Linked DNA regions of Cricetulus griseus: region 1 is linked to region 2. A link is a contact called in public Hi-C data. All regions are on one chromosome and are shown on one strand. The core of a region is the stretch at or near the end of the contact, and the rest is flanking DNA. Distances in the headings are between cores, read along the strand shown. Region 1 overlaps Ddx47 (probable ATP-dependent RNA helicase DDX47). Region 2 overlaps Gprc5a (retinoic acid-induced protein 3).

The links. Hi-C and Micro-C count contacts between places; a contact is called where the count stands out from the background.
Region 1: a Hi-C map of fibroblasts shows a contact between it and region 2, with 3 times the contacts expected there. The contact joins two enhancer-like sites. A contact is called at or near these places in 4 of 8 Hi-C or Micro-C datasets (the CHK-Q cell line, the CHO-K1 cell line and fibroblasts).

The regions. Positions count from the first base shown.
Region 1 is chr8:13,928,311-13,935,675 of CriGri-PICRH-1.0, reverse strand. It overlaps Ddx47 (probable ATP-dependent RNA helicase DDX47), which reads left to right. Exons shown (of 12, transcript XM_027429892.2): 12 at 598-1,131. The coding sequence ends at 729. Among named protein-coding and RNA genes, the nearest start is that of Ddx47, 15 kb to the left of the region's middle. Within about 2 kb of position 4,550, at least 2 of the 6 cell types and tissues checked have open chromatin away from gene starts, as enhancers often do. A contact at or near this core is called in fibroblasts, where this site is marked.
Region 2 is chr8:13,887,571-13,894,501 of CriGri-PICRH-1.0, reverse strand. It overlaps Gprc5a (retinoic acid-induced protein 3), which reads left to right. Exons shown (of 5, transcript XM_027429894.2): 2 at 3,969-4,113. Among named protein-coding and RNA genes, the nearest start is that of Gprc5a, 7.0 kb to the left of the region's middle. Within about 2 kb of position 3,656, at least 2 of the 6 cell types and tissues checked have open chromatin away from gene starts, as enhancers often do. A contact at or near this core is called in fibroblasts, where this site is marked.

The sequences.
Region 1 (7,365 bases), core at 3,301-5,800, 40 kb before region 2:
GTCACTCTTTAATGGCTACCAAGAATCCATCACATTCATGTGACGTGATTTATATTGATGAATGTTTTTCTCATTTTAACTAGGGCTGTGTTGAATATCCTAGTACGTGTGCCTTTGCTTGTTTTCTCTCTTTTTTTAAGACAGGATTTCTCTGTGTAGCTTTGGAGGCTGTCCTGGAACTCTGTCTATGTAGACCAGGCTGGCTTTGAACTCACAGAGATCCACCTGCCTCTGCCTCTTGAATGCTGGGATTAAAGGCGCTTGCTACCACCGCCCGTCTCTTTTCTTGTTTTCTTAAAGTAAACTTGTAGAAGTGAAATTGGCCAAGGAGTATATATACAGTCAAAGTTGGAATTTCGACAGAATGTCTGGTTGTCCCCTAGAAAGGCTGCGGCAGGTCATGTGACCAGGGACATCAGTACTAGAATCATCCTTCTCTTACATCTGTAACAGTTTTATTGTATTTTAATGCTTTGGTCCCTGTGTATAACGTCAGCGGTTTTGTTCATTTGGAGTTGTCTGGTGACCCTTTGCTGGTGACCTCTGACCTAAGGTTATTAACTCATGTTCAATCACATCCTTTGTGCTGTCCCGCAGGAGTTAAGGGAACACGGAGAAAAGAAGAAACGCAAGCGAGAGGATGCAGGAGACGATGATGATACCGAGGGCGCTATGGGTGTGAGGAACAAGGTGGCTGGAGGGAAAATGAAGAAGCGGAAAGGCCGCTAATGGCGTCAGGAAGACAGGACTTCTGCTCTGAGCTGTGAGGAGATGGAAGGTGGCCGTAACCCTCTCCCCTCCGACAGTTCTGAGACCCGAATCTCCAGATCCTGTCCGGCTGGGAGCTCAGTTTTCTCTCTGAGGGTTGGAGTGGCGTTGCAGTGAGTGGGACCGTGTTGACCCAGGGCTGCCTGCTCTTCAGCTTGCGAATATTTCTCACCCGTGACACAAGTGCCATGTGCTCTTCTGCTCTTCGACCTTTTCCACCGGCAAGTCACAGACCTGGCTGATGAAGAGTGTCGTCTGTGGTTAATTGCAGAGCTTTACAGAGTGGGGTATAAACTGTCAGCTGTCATTAAGCCTGATGTGGAACAATAATTATTATTATTTTAAAAGATGTACTTTTTATTACTTGTGTGTGTGTATCTGTGTTTGCCTGCACACACTTTCGTGTAAGCGCCCACAGAGGCCAGAGCACTCGGATTCTCCCTGGAGCTGGTTGTGAGCCACCTTTGTGGATGCTGGGAATCAAACTTAGGTCCTCTAGAAGAGCAGCATTCAAATTCTTTTTTGACCTCGCTGTTAAAGGGCTTTGTAGCTCTTGCTGACAGGGATCTGTCAGTGTGGTTACATGACAGAGTCGTTGGTTGTCCTTAGTTAAGGTAAACATCATTTCGTGATGGAAGAGGGAAATCAGAAGATGATGGATGGGTGCTTTGAAAGGGAAGTCCCGCTTAAAAGGAGGTTGCATTTTCCTTCCATGATGAAGAGGGCGTCAGAGTCCAGAATATATTTTCCTGGTTTCTTGGCCTAAACGGGTGGCTAGGAAAACTGGTTTCTTGAATAGTTTCCGACCCCAGGTGATGAGAGTTGCATCAGTGCATCAGAAAGGAAGGATTTTCTACATAATTTCATCTTCTTGTTACTGACATGTGACGTTAATCTTCCATCCTTCCTGTTGGGTTTGAATGCAGATGTAGAGCTGGGGCATTTCCAGAGTCGGAAGCAACCACTGGCCCTGGGAACTGTGGTCAAGAATGTGGGTTCTTGGACATCAGAAATCCCTTTTTAAGCTGCTGGTTTATGAACTCTGAGGGCTTTTACACACTACCATTACAATTGTATGCCACACCTGACTGTTTATGACTTCTGGGAGTTGAACTCAGGTTTTTGTGTTTTCAAAGCAAGCCCTTCACTAACAGCTATCTCCCTAGCTCTGAAAGGGGTTCCTTTACACTGCAAACGTACCCTAGGAGCAGTGCATTCGTAGTAAACTGAAATTCAGCACGTAGCTTTTGTTTAGTTTGCTCTTAATTTCCTAAGTTCTTTTTGTGTTTAGCTGGGGTCTCGTGTGTCCCATGCTGGCCTCCAGCTCATTATGTAGCTGAGGATAACCTTGAACTAACTCCTGATCCTCTTATCTCTATCTCTGAGTGCTGAGACTGTAGACGTGTGCCTCTCTGCCTGGTTTATGTGATGATGCTGGAGATCAAACCCAGGGATCTGTGTCTACTAGGTTAGGACTCTACCAACGGAGTGTCAGCCCCATGCTTTGCATTTCATCCAGGTTCATTTGAGTGAAGGATAAGTTAGAGGAGTCAGACAATTGGGGGGGGGGGCAAGTAATGAGAGGGCCATACTTGGGAGGAGTTGGAGGAACTGTTGTGGGTCAGGCACCTCTTGGAGCTAATTTTCTACATGTCAAATTTTACTGATAGGCTTCTTCAGGGCACCTCTGGTGGCATCAACAGATGGCTGTTGTTGTTTTCACTCTGTGGAGGACTTTAGAAGCAAATTAATGTTGAATTGGTTTATGACTGGGAGGCGGGGGAGGCATATAGTAGAGAAATCTTAGAGTTATTCTGGCCTGAACTTTTCTACTAGGCAGTGGTCCAAGGGACTAAGGGATATGTATATTTTTGGAGAGACTTTTTAAAGAGTGATCAAGGAAGATACCAGACATTGACCTCTGGCTTATGAGCACACAGGCACACACAGGAGAACAAGTGCACACCACATACACACAAAACCTGTGCCAGGCTTGGAAGTATAGTTCCATGGTAGTTCTTACTATGAAGGGCAAAGATGCAAATCATGTTTATTTCTCAGTCTTTCAAAAATGCAATGAACATCTCAGAATTGTCTGTCCCCTCATAGACATCTGGATTAGAGCCAGAGGGCTTCCCAGGTAGCTTCCTGCCTGGGAGCTCTCTACTGCCTATCAGACTCCATCTAGCAAGTACCCCAAAGCTCTGGGAAATGCACCAGAAAGAACCGGAGGATGTCATGTTGGTGACAGAAAACAAAGGAACCCACCTTATCAGAGCAGGTAACAAAGCATGAAGAAGGTGTGTCCTCAAGAAGAAATTAAGAGAATGGACTACAGCCGTTCTAATCCAGAGCTCTTGGGGTGAAACCTGGCCTTGAGGCAGATAATAAAAAGGGTTGTGAGTCACTTGGCCTGGAATGACAAGAGACAGTCCTGGCACTGGAGACTCAAGGGTGGCCCACACCTACATTCCTCTTCGTGCCTCACCTGTCTCAAGAATGCACTAAAACTACAGCTAAAAATAAATGCAGAAACTGGAGGTCTGGGAAGTATCGCCAAACAGTCACACCTCAGAGTCAAGAGCTGATCTGTGCCAAGATTGAAGGCAGGCAGAGAATGGGCTCAGCCAAAGGCCACAGTCTCCAGGGCCCCAATGTCTGTTGATACTGTTGGAGTTGTCTTAGTTCATACTGTTGTGTGAAGAGACACCATGACCAAGGCTACTTAGGAAAGGAAGCATTTACTGGGGGCTTGCTTACAGTTTCAGGGCGTTAGTCCATGATCAGCATAGCAGCAGGCAGGCATGGGCGCTGGAGCAGTAGCTGAGAGCTTCTAGCTGATCCACAGCAGGAGGCAGAGTGAGGGAGACTTGGACTCCTTTGCTCAGGCTTTTGAAACCTCAAAGCCCACCCCCAGTGACACTTCTCTTCCAACAAGGCCACACCTCCTAATCCTTCCTATACAGTCCAACAATTGGAAAACAAATATTCAAATATATGAGCCTGTGGGGACCATTCCTATTCAAACCACCACAGAGTTTTGTCTGCTTGTAGCCTTCTGTTCACTTGATAACTAGACTTCCAGCTCTTAGGAGGAGGAAACAGGAAGCCCAGTTCAAGGCCAAGGTCAGCTGCATAGGAGTTTGAGGCCGGCCTGGGCTACGTGAGGCTCCCATCTTAAAAATAAAAATAAAAATAAAAAAATAAGCCAGTGAAGTGGTACAGCAGGTAAAGAGGACCAGTTTGATCACAGAACTCAAATGATGGAGAGAACTGACTTTCACAGATTATCCTGTGACCCCCACACGCATTGAATGCCACCCCACCTCCAATAAATAAATATATACAAAAATTAGATTACAATATCCAACCTAAACATACACACACACACACGCACACGCACACACACGCACACGCACACACACACACACACACACACACACACAGCAAAACAAATTTGATTCCAAGTCTCAGTCTTTATACTAAGTGCATGATATGAATATGTATCGTTTATATATACTATCCCACATCACACACTCAGTGAACATTTACAGAACAAAAGGAACCAGCCACCACCGGCAGTATCGCCTTTCTTAGATGTGCTCCACATAACAAATGAGTATTACGCCAATAAGCTTTCAGTTGCCAATTTAGTTTCCAATTGGCCACAAGAAAAAGAGAATAAAAAAAAGGACATTTCCATTTTCACCAGTAGATGGCAGGGGTAGGAAAGCGCTCTGTCACTTCCTCAGTGGGGGAAAAGTTGGAGCGTATGATTAATAGTGAGCCGTAACCGAGGTGCCGTGCAGGACAGAAGGGCACGCAGTGTACTTTGTGTGGCCAGCAGTGACTAAGGGGTAGTAATCAGGGTGGTATGGGAACTACCTGCAGCGTCTGAAGGGTGCCACCCTTCCACAGGGCTGCCAGGGCTCTGAGAGTTACTTGCTGGTAGAGAGCTTGATTTCTATGTGCACAAGACAGGGCTCTGCTCTACTAGCTGGCGGGTCTGTGCCAGCTCTCCTTCTATTTAAAGTCTGCGCTTCCTTCTGGAGTTTGATAAATCACCAACCCCTTATTTCCCAGGCTACAGACTGGCATCTCCTTCCCAATGCACATTGCTTCTGCGAGTAAGTTGCTCAGTGTCTGGATCCCCTTGCACTGTATCCCTCTACCTGGCTGCATCTTCATCTAGTAGGCCAGTCCATAGTTTTTACTCCCTGTGAAATAAGGGTGGCGCTAGGTAGCTGGCGAGTATCTTACTCTTTTTGTCTTTGGCGCAAAGTGACATGAAATTGTCCTCCATCAGAAAGAACCATAGCAGAGGTCAGGTGTGGTGGTCAACGCTTTTGGGTGGTGGGGCCAAGGGCATAGCTCAGTGGCAAAAGATGTGTTTGCATGCGTGTAGCTCTGGGTTCTATTCCTGGCATTAAATAGAAAATGAGGGGTCAGGGGGTTGGCTCAATTGCTGAATGCTTGCTGCGATGCAGGCATGAGGACCTGAGTTCACATCTCCAGCACTTAAAAAGCTGGTAGGGCAGCGTGCCCCTGTGACCGCAGCACTCGGGAAGGGATGCTGCAAATCTGCAGGACTCCCTGGCCAGCCATCCAGTGAATTGGTGAACTCAGTTCAATGAGAGGCTCCATCTCAACAAATACGGTTGTGTTGTGAGCCCGTGGGGTGGCTCAAGGGGTTAAGGCACTTTCTGGCAAGCCTGGCCATCTGAGCTTGGTCCCTGGGACCTATATGATGGGAGGAGAGAATAAGTGGAGAGCAATCAAGGAAGACACCAGGTGCTTACCTCTGACTTCCACAAACATGTGCGCGCGCGCACACACACACACACACACACACACACACACACACACACACACACACACACGTGAGCCCTTCTCCATGTATATGCGTGCACACACACACACACAGAGGGGAAATGGAGGGGGAGAGAGGGAAGGAAAAGAGGAGAGGGGGAGAAGGAGAGGAAGTGGGGGGAGAGAGAATTCTGCCTGCCACACTTGAATGCTGGCTCTTTCCCACCATTCTTTGGTGACTCCAGTTCATTATCTGACATCTCAGAAACTCCCTAGCCCCAGCTATTAAACCCAGTGCTACCTTCCAGGCAACAGCCCCCTTGTGATTTTCAGGTGAGTCAAGAGAGCAGAGACCATGACAAGTTTTCTGGGTTGCCACATTTTCCTTTGTTCAGCTGTCAGAGTTGTTTTAAACAAGTGAGCCTGCTGTGTCCTCCATTGTCTCCCTTACTGGGGGTGGGGGTGGGGTTGATTCAGTTTCTGAGGTAACTTCTGAAAAGCTTGTTTGTGATATTTGATAGCTGCATCCTGGTCCTCTTTTATTCTGTGTCTACCTCTTTAAATTTGTCCAAGGAGGTTCAAGAATTTGGTAGGGAGCTGAGATTTGCCTGTGATGGTGCCGAGCCAAGACTGCTTGCTGTTTGCACTTTGTTGGCCATGGTGGATTTCAGAGGGCTGGGGGTAACGCAGCCTTGTAATCCCAGTACTCAGAAGATTGAGGCAGGAGGATTGCCGAGTGTGTAGCCCAGGCTAGCTTGCATGGAAGGTCCAAAAAGAAAGAGGATTGGCTGGTGATATGGCTGGGAGGGGGGAGGCACTTGCCGCCATGCCTGGCAAACTGAGTTTCATTACAGGGACCCACATGGCGGAAGGAGGGAACTGAGTGTGCTAGTGTTAGACCCTCAGAAAGCTGAGGCTTCCAGAATCTTAGCCCAGGACGGCGGCCACCCCAAACACAGAATGGAGGCGAAAGCTTGATGCAAACTGCATGAGGCTTTATTGTAGTTTTACGAGCTAACCCCATGTTAGCTCGGGTCTTTCACCCACCCGCCATGGCAGACGGCTAGAAAAAGACGGCTCCTTGGGTCTCCCAAAAGATCTTATAGGGCAGCGTAAGGGGAGTGTCTAGGGGTACGCACAGGCTCACGATTGGTGTGCCTCCAGGCTTGGAGGACTTGCCCTGTGTTGATTGGTCAACTGGTTGTTATGGCTCATAGGCCCTCCCAGGGCGGTTGCTATGCTCTCTACGTCATTGCTGTGCGCTTGTCCGTAAAGCACACCCAGAGCCATAAAGCATAGCGTCACCAGCTAACTTCTGATTGGTTCCTTGTCACGAGACAGGCATCTGACTTTCTAGTGTCTAGGTCAAGGTCATAGAAGCACATGTTCGACCATTATGGCTGCCAAAAGGGAAGCCGGTTCCTTCACTAGTTGTCCTCCGACCTCCACCTGCGTGCCTTGATAATAAGTGGGCATGAGCACACGGAAATAAGTAATAAATAAGTAAATAATTCTTTTGAAGAGGTGAAAAAGAAATTGGTTTGAAATTTGGTGTCTACCACCATATTCTCAAGAAATATTACATGAAACCTGAATTTTAGACAAAGATGGTGTTGATCAACAGAGTCTGCTCAGTTTTCCTAAAGGAAAATATATACAACACACACACACACACACACACACACACGTGTATATATATATTTACACATTTGTGTGTGTTTTACCATGTGCCCACAAGCTCCAGCTGTTTAAAGAGAGGCAATAAAACAAATTATCCCTGCTCGTTAA
Region 2 (6,931 bases), core at 2,407-4,906:
GCCCAAAGAAACAGTTCCACCCAAGTCTAGCCCAGAGAACCAATGAGCTCACTGGGTTACTTACTGGGGCACGCTTAAAAGGTGACTTATGGGAGCATGGGTGACTCAAAGGTAGCACTAAAAAGTCCACTCCAGCACCGGGTGATGACTCATAAAAGTTTCCTTGGTGTTTTCTGCCCAGCTTGCAGGCATCTCCACCTTAGAGTCTCCACTCTAATAATTGTTAACTTCTTATGTAACCTTGGGGTGGGGCCCTGTAACTCTCATTAGCTCCCAGAGTCTTATGGATTTTCCTCCAGGAGGGAAATGTTTCAATTAGGAGGAAATTCTTACATGACATGTGGGCATCCAAAATCAATGGCAAAGTGAAATATAAGGATGAGAGAGACAGAGAGAGAGACAGAGAGAGAGACAGAGAGAGAGAGAGAGAGAGAGCCTTCCCATACAAAGGGTTTCTTAGCCATAGGCCTGGACCAGTCAACCAGACATCAGCTGGACTATAGATTCTAGAGTGTAATGGGCATCAGGGCAAGTGGCGGGTGGCAAAGAAGAAATCTTGTCCCCTTTGCTCTTATTTCCACCTCAGACCTTACATCTTATGCTTGATGTCATGAGCCTCACCCCAGAAATAGTGACTCAGACCCTAAAATGTCAGGGCTGGAAGTGCCCTCAATGACAGCTAGCTCTGTGCTGTCCGAGGTGGCAGCCACTAGCCACACATGACTTTTGAACCCCTGATATATGGCTGGTCTAAACTGGCATGGACTTTTGAGGACATAGTTTCACAAAATAATGCAAAATAACTCTCTCTATATATATGTGTGCATATATATATATACATATGAATATATATATATATATATATATATATATATATATATATATATATATTGACAAAGCCTCACTGTGTAGCTCAGGATATAATTGAACTCAACATCCTCCAGTATCAGCCTCCCAAGTGCTGGGATTATGGTCATATGTCATCTTGTCTAGTTCTGTATTATATTTATTTATAACTAAAACCAATTTAAAATTACATTTATTTGTGCACTTGCTTATTTAGTGTCTGAGTACATGTCACAACACACATGTATGCGAGTACATGCCATGACACACATGTGGAGGTCAGAGGACAATTTGCAGAAGTTGTTTCTCTCCTTCTACTATGTGGGACTCAGGGACAAAACTTATTAAATCAGGGTTCATGGCAGCACTTTTACCCACGAGTCATCCGTCTCACCTGGCCCTTGCTTCACTAAAAAGAATGTTTTCTGTGGGCGAGTGTTTTGTCTGCACGTGTGTCTGTGTACTGGGTATGTCATGGGTACCCATAGAGGCCAGAAGTGGGCATCTGGTCTCCTGAAATTAGAGTTACAGTTCTGAGCCACCATGTGAGCGCTGGGAATTGAACTCAAGTCCTCTGGAAGATCAGCGCTCTTAACTGCTGAGTCATCTCTCCATCACCCTCACCCCCTGGCCTCATATTTTAAAACGTATTGAGATGATCCTATTTGGGGATCTATTCATTTAAATATATGATAAAGTTAATTCCTTTTTCTCTCATTTCTTCTTCACTTTTTTTTTCTTCTTCTTGAGATAAGGTCTCACTTTATAGCCCATGTTTGGCACTTAATATGTATTCTTGAATCAATAACAGTCATCCCTCCCCCCCCACCCCACCTTTAGTCTCTCAAGTGCTGGGACAATGGGTGTGAACCACCATGCCCAGCTCCCCTGTGTCCTTTTACGTCTTATAACTCAGCTGCTGGAAACTGTGCTGCTCAATGTATACATACACGGCTAGAATTTGGTTCTCTTGTGCAATGGTCCAGTTCAAGTTTTTGTAGATGACATAGTAGAAGCTCAGAGAGAAGCCCTTTTCAGCCCTGTCATTCTCAAAGACCCCTGACCCTTGTTGAGTTCCAGGAGAGTAAGAGTGTGCTTGAAGACCTCTGACCCACAGGCCTCTAGGTAATGGCCAAGTTAAGGTACTTACTGGGCTGGGCAGTGGTGGCGCATGCCTTTGATCCAGCACTGGGGAGACAGAGGCAGGTGGATCTCAAGAGCTAGTTCCAGGACAGCCTCCAAAGCCACAGAGATACCCTGTCTCGAAACAAACAAATGAACGAACGAACAAACAAACAAACAAACAAACAGAGGTACTTACTGGCTGTGGTTTCCTGGGCATGAGATCAACAGAGGCATGGTGTCCAAAGACTCAGAGTGTTCCCATCTTGGGGCTTGAACCCAGTACCTTGCACACCATAACGTAAGCTCATGAAAAGTCTTTCTCTCCCTCTCTTTTTCTATTGTGTTGTGTGTGTGTGTGTGTGTTTCACTCACCAGGTCAGAGGACAGCTTTGCTTCCTCTTCGACCTTCTTCGTGTGGATTTTGGGTTACTAGGCTGGGCAGCACATGCTTTCCTGACTAAGCCGTCTCCTGTGTCTTTCTGAGACAGGCTCTTGCCAGTAGTCCCCACTGCCCCACACTGCCTATGTGGTGCAGGCTGGTGGGCATCTTCCTATTTCAGTCTCCCAAATACTGACATTACAGGCATGCGCTGTCATTTGTAGCAAGTCACCTTCTGGTTTTGTTATTGGGGACTGGGTCTTCTGTAGCCCAGAATGACCTCAAACTCCGGATCCTCCTGTTTCCACCTCCCAAGTGCTGGGATCAAGGGGTGTACCTCCATGCCCAGCTTGTTACATTTTAAAACGCACTTAAGGGTGTGGAGCAAAGAAAGGCGATTTTTTTTTTTTTTTTTTTTTGAGTTCCCTAGGTCAGTGGTTCTCAACTGGTAGGTTGAAACCCCTGTAGGAGCCGAACAACCTTTTCACAGGGGTCACCTACGGCCATCATCAGAAAACACAGATATTTACATTTCGAGTCATACATAACAGTAGCAAAATTACAGTTATGAAGTAGCAATGAAAATCATTTTATGGTTGGGGGTCACCACACATGAGGGACTGTATTAAAGGGTTGCAGCATTAGGAAGGTTGAGAACCATTTTCCTAGGCCTTCCTCACCGCCTTAAATGACCAATTCCCCAAGCCCACCAAGGTGTCGGGGTAGAACCCGACCCAGCAACACATTCCAGGACTTTCTGACCACTGAGCAGGTGTCAGCCAGACTGGCCTGATAATGGAAGAGCTGCGGGCACCTGCCCAGACAGGTGGAATCAGACACCGAAGGCAAATTCCTTCCTTTCAAAATTTTATCTGGTGTCCTGCTCCTGTCAACCTGCTGTGTCAAACTTTTGGAGAGCTGGTTAGGAAGATGACGATATGATCTCTCAGCCCAGGGCTGTTCTATCCTGGCTAATGCCACTGTAGTTCCAACAAGTGGCCTCGCTGAACCATCTTTGGGTTCCCAGGGGACTTTTCCTTGTTTTTTTTTTTTTTTTTTTCTTTTTTCCCCCTTTTCCTTGACTGGGGGACCCACAAGAGGGTGGCCATCTCTTTTCATTTAAGCCTGGCTCCCTGCACACCGGAGGAAGGAGTGATGATGCGGGGTGATGCCAAGGGGAAATAAAGACCTATTTCTCCCGCAAAAAGTAACAAAGGAGCGGCAGGCAGCTGCTGGCTAGGTCTTTGCCCTTGGGGCTTCGGAGTGCCCTCGGGGAGGATGGGTGTGGCTCTCTCTAGGAGATGACAGTGGCAGTGCTCATCCGTAGCGGGGTTCACCGTGTGGCCTTTTTCTTGCCCGCGCTCCGGGTCTGGCCAGAGCGCTCGTCGTGGGGAGCTACGCATGGCACACTCGGGTGCTCACCCCACAACCCCGCCGCCTTATTTCATGAGTGACTGTGCTTCTGACGTCAGGGAGGCCTTCGGTTCATTCTCTGGCACGGTGACTCTATTTTCATAACAGCGAGAAGTGCCGCGGAACTGGATTAGGCGTGTCCTCTACCCCGCCCCGCCCCCGCCCCCTGTCCCTCGGCTCACCCTCTCCCTCCCTCCGGCGACAGAAGCCTTTATAACTGCTTGGCCGGGCCAAGGAGGGATCGGTGTCCCGGGACGTGCCCAGCAGCCAGGGGTCGCACGCTCTCCTCTCCGTCCCACGCGCGCGGGAGTCGCGAGTTCTCGGTTCACCCCCAGCGCCGCGGCGCGCAGGTAAGAAGGGCACGCGGGGCCCCAGCTTTAAGTCGGGAGAGCGGGGCTTGGGGGAGCCGTGGGGGCGCAGACAGCTTGTGCCGGGCTTCAGCTGGCCCGCAGACACTGATGGAACCGAGGAAGGAATGCCTTTAGCTTCACCCACCTCGGAGTGCCTTCTCTGGACTTCCCAGGCTAAGACAGGGGAAAGACCAATAAGCAAGCAGTCTCCAATTGTATTGCACAGGCCTGTAAGCCTGTACCTGGGAGGTAGAAGCCGCAGGATTAAGAGTTCAAGGCCAGTCTCTACATACCGAGGTCCAGGTCAGCCTGGGCTACCTTAGTACCTGTCTCAAAATAGAAAACAATATCTTTAAATATTGAAATGGAAAGATGTACGTCTTGGACTGCACTAGGCTGCCGAGCCCATCCGAGTTTCAAGGGAATTGTGAATGAATAGAGTGTGTGTGTTGGGGGTGGGGGGGGTGGCAAGGGGTGACAGGGGGGTAAGCTGTTCCTTTTCCGAAGGAGACAAGGCTCAAAGAGTGACTTCCAGATAGATCTTCCTCAAAACCCCTCACACTCCCGTGTGACAGAACAAAAACAAGGGGGAGCTCTTGGTATCCCTCCACCTCACCCTTTATTTTCCCCAGTGCCCTCACATCCCTCTCTCCCTTTAACTCCTGCCTGCCAGCAAGAGAGTGGAAAGCTCATCTTGCCCGAGGAGAAGCAGGGACACAGTGGCACGCAGAAGCAGGAGGTTGGCTGATCTCAATGAATCTGAAGACAGGAAACATTGGTTGTTGTTTTAATTTTTTTAGATATTCAGGCTGGCCTCAAGTTTGTAACCATCCTTGTGCCTCAGCTTCCAGAGTGCTGGGATTCTAGGTATCAGTCACCACACCTGACCAAAATTGTCTCTTAAGCGAAGACTCCTAAATGGCAAAGCCGGCCTGGTTCCAGAAATTGGGAGAACCAACATTCCCGACTTTTCTCCAGCCTAGCTTTCTTCTCAGAGGCTTTTGTTGAAGCCTGTGAAGGGTCCTTTGGAATTAGCCACTGCTCTGAGCTCATTCCTGAAGGAGAATTCTTTAGCCACTTCAGACACAATGGCTTGGGGACTTGGAGGGGAGGGTGAGGCCAGCACTCCACCCTTCGGGGTTTGTGTGCTGGCCACCACTGAGAGAGAGAGAGAGAAGGAAGGGGAGGAAGGGTTGGGAGGTGCTGCCCTGGGATCAAAGCAAGAACAGAGAGGTTGGCCTCCAGGCCCAAAGGGAATGAATGAATGGCTGGAGCCATCTCTGTGATTTCCCAAGAAGGGTCTCTACTTGGCCCCAGGCAGTCCAGGGTTCCTGGGCTCTGCAGAAACAAGTAGCTTATCAATCAGCCACCTGTTCCCTGAGGTCCTTATGCTGAGGGGGTCTTTGGGGGATGCCCAAGCACATTTTCTGTGTAGATGCTAGATTCTCTTGCTCTGTGTGTAGATCCTTGCTTCCCTGTGGCTGCACAGTCTCCTCCAGTGGCTGGTTGGGAACTTGCATTTTCAATTCCGTGCCATTCTTGAGAGGTAGCCGAGTGTGAGGAAGAATTCTGATGGAGGATCCTGCTGTTCTTTCTGGAGATCCATGAATGGAACGGTGTGATCACACAGTGGGCAGTAAACCCAACAGGATTTTTCACTTGAGGCGATCTGACCTTCAGAGCAAGGCTGACTTTTTTCTTGTTTGTTGGAGCCTCCTCCCCTCTGTCTGTAGGTGTGAACATGCCACGATGCAACTTGAGGGAATTGGTTGTGTATGGAACTGGGTCCTTAGGACTTTGCCACTTGTTAGCTCCTGCTATTGTTTTAGAAAAGGGATTGAAATAGCCTCGACTGACCTGGGATTCACTGTGTAGACCAGGTTGCCCCCAGTCAGATTTACTTCTATATTCTCAGTGCTGGTATTACAGACCCTCTGAAAACTCAGTGTTTGTATTTTAAACTCCCCCACTGCTTGAGTCAAGGTTTCATTGTGGCTCCTCCTGGCCTGGAATTCACCATATAGAGCAGGCTGACCTTGAACTCACTGCTTCCCAAGTGCTGAGAATAAGGCATGTTTCACCATGGCCGCTTTATTCTTGAGTTTATGGCCTTTCTTCCTTCTCTCCTTCCTTTCATTTTGAGACCAAGTCTTTATCATTTGTCCTGGAGCATTCCAAACCGCAGAATGCAAATGCTTCTCCACTTTCACTGTTTCAAGTGGCTGGGAGGACAGGTGTGACCCACTGCACCCTGTTTGTATGTTTATTTTAGATTTTTCGGATTCTTTGTGTTCTAAATGACACTCAGCTTGTGGTAAACATTCATGACCATTCGGATAAATTCCATCAGATAGAGCAGGGGTAGCAAACTATGATCTATCGTTCAAAATAGCCCGTAGTTTTGTTTTTTCCTTCTTAATAGTCTCTCTCTCTCTCTCTCTCTCTCTCTCTCTCTCTCTCTCTCTCCCCTTCCCTCCCCCCGTCCACACCCCCTTTTGAGACAGGGTTACTCTGTGTGTCAGTCTTGGAACTCTGTAGACCCGGCTGGCCTCAGACTTACTGAGATCCACCTGGTTCCCGAGGGCTTGGATTAAAGAGTTTCATAAGAGCTGGGTGGTGGTCACTCACATCTTTAATCCCAGCACTTAGGAGGCAGAGGCACGTGGATCTCAGTGAGTTCAAGGCCAGTCTGGTCTACAGAATGAGTTCCAGGACAGACTCCAAAGCTACAGAGAGAAATCCTGTCTTAAAAAACAAAACAAAACAAAACAAACAAACAAACAAAAGGGAAACGTTTCATGGGGACATATTAATGCTC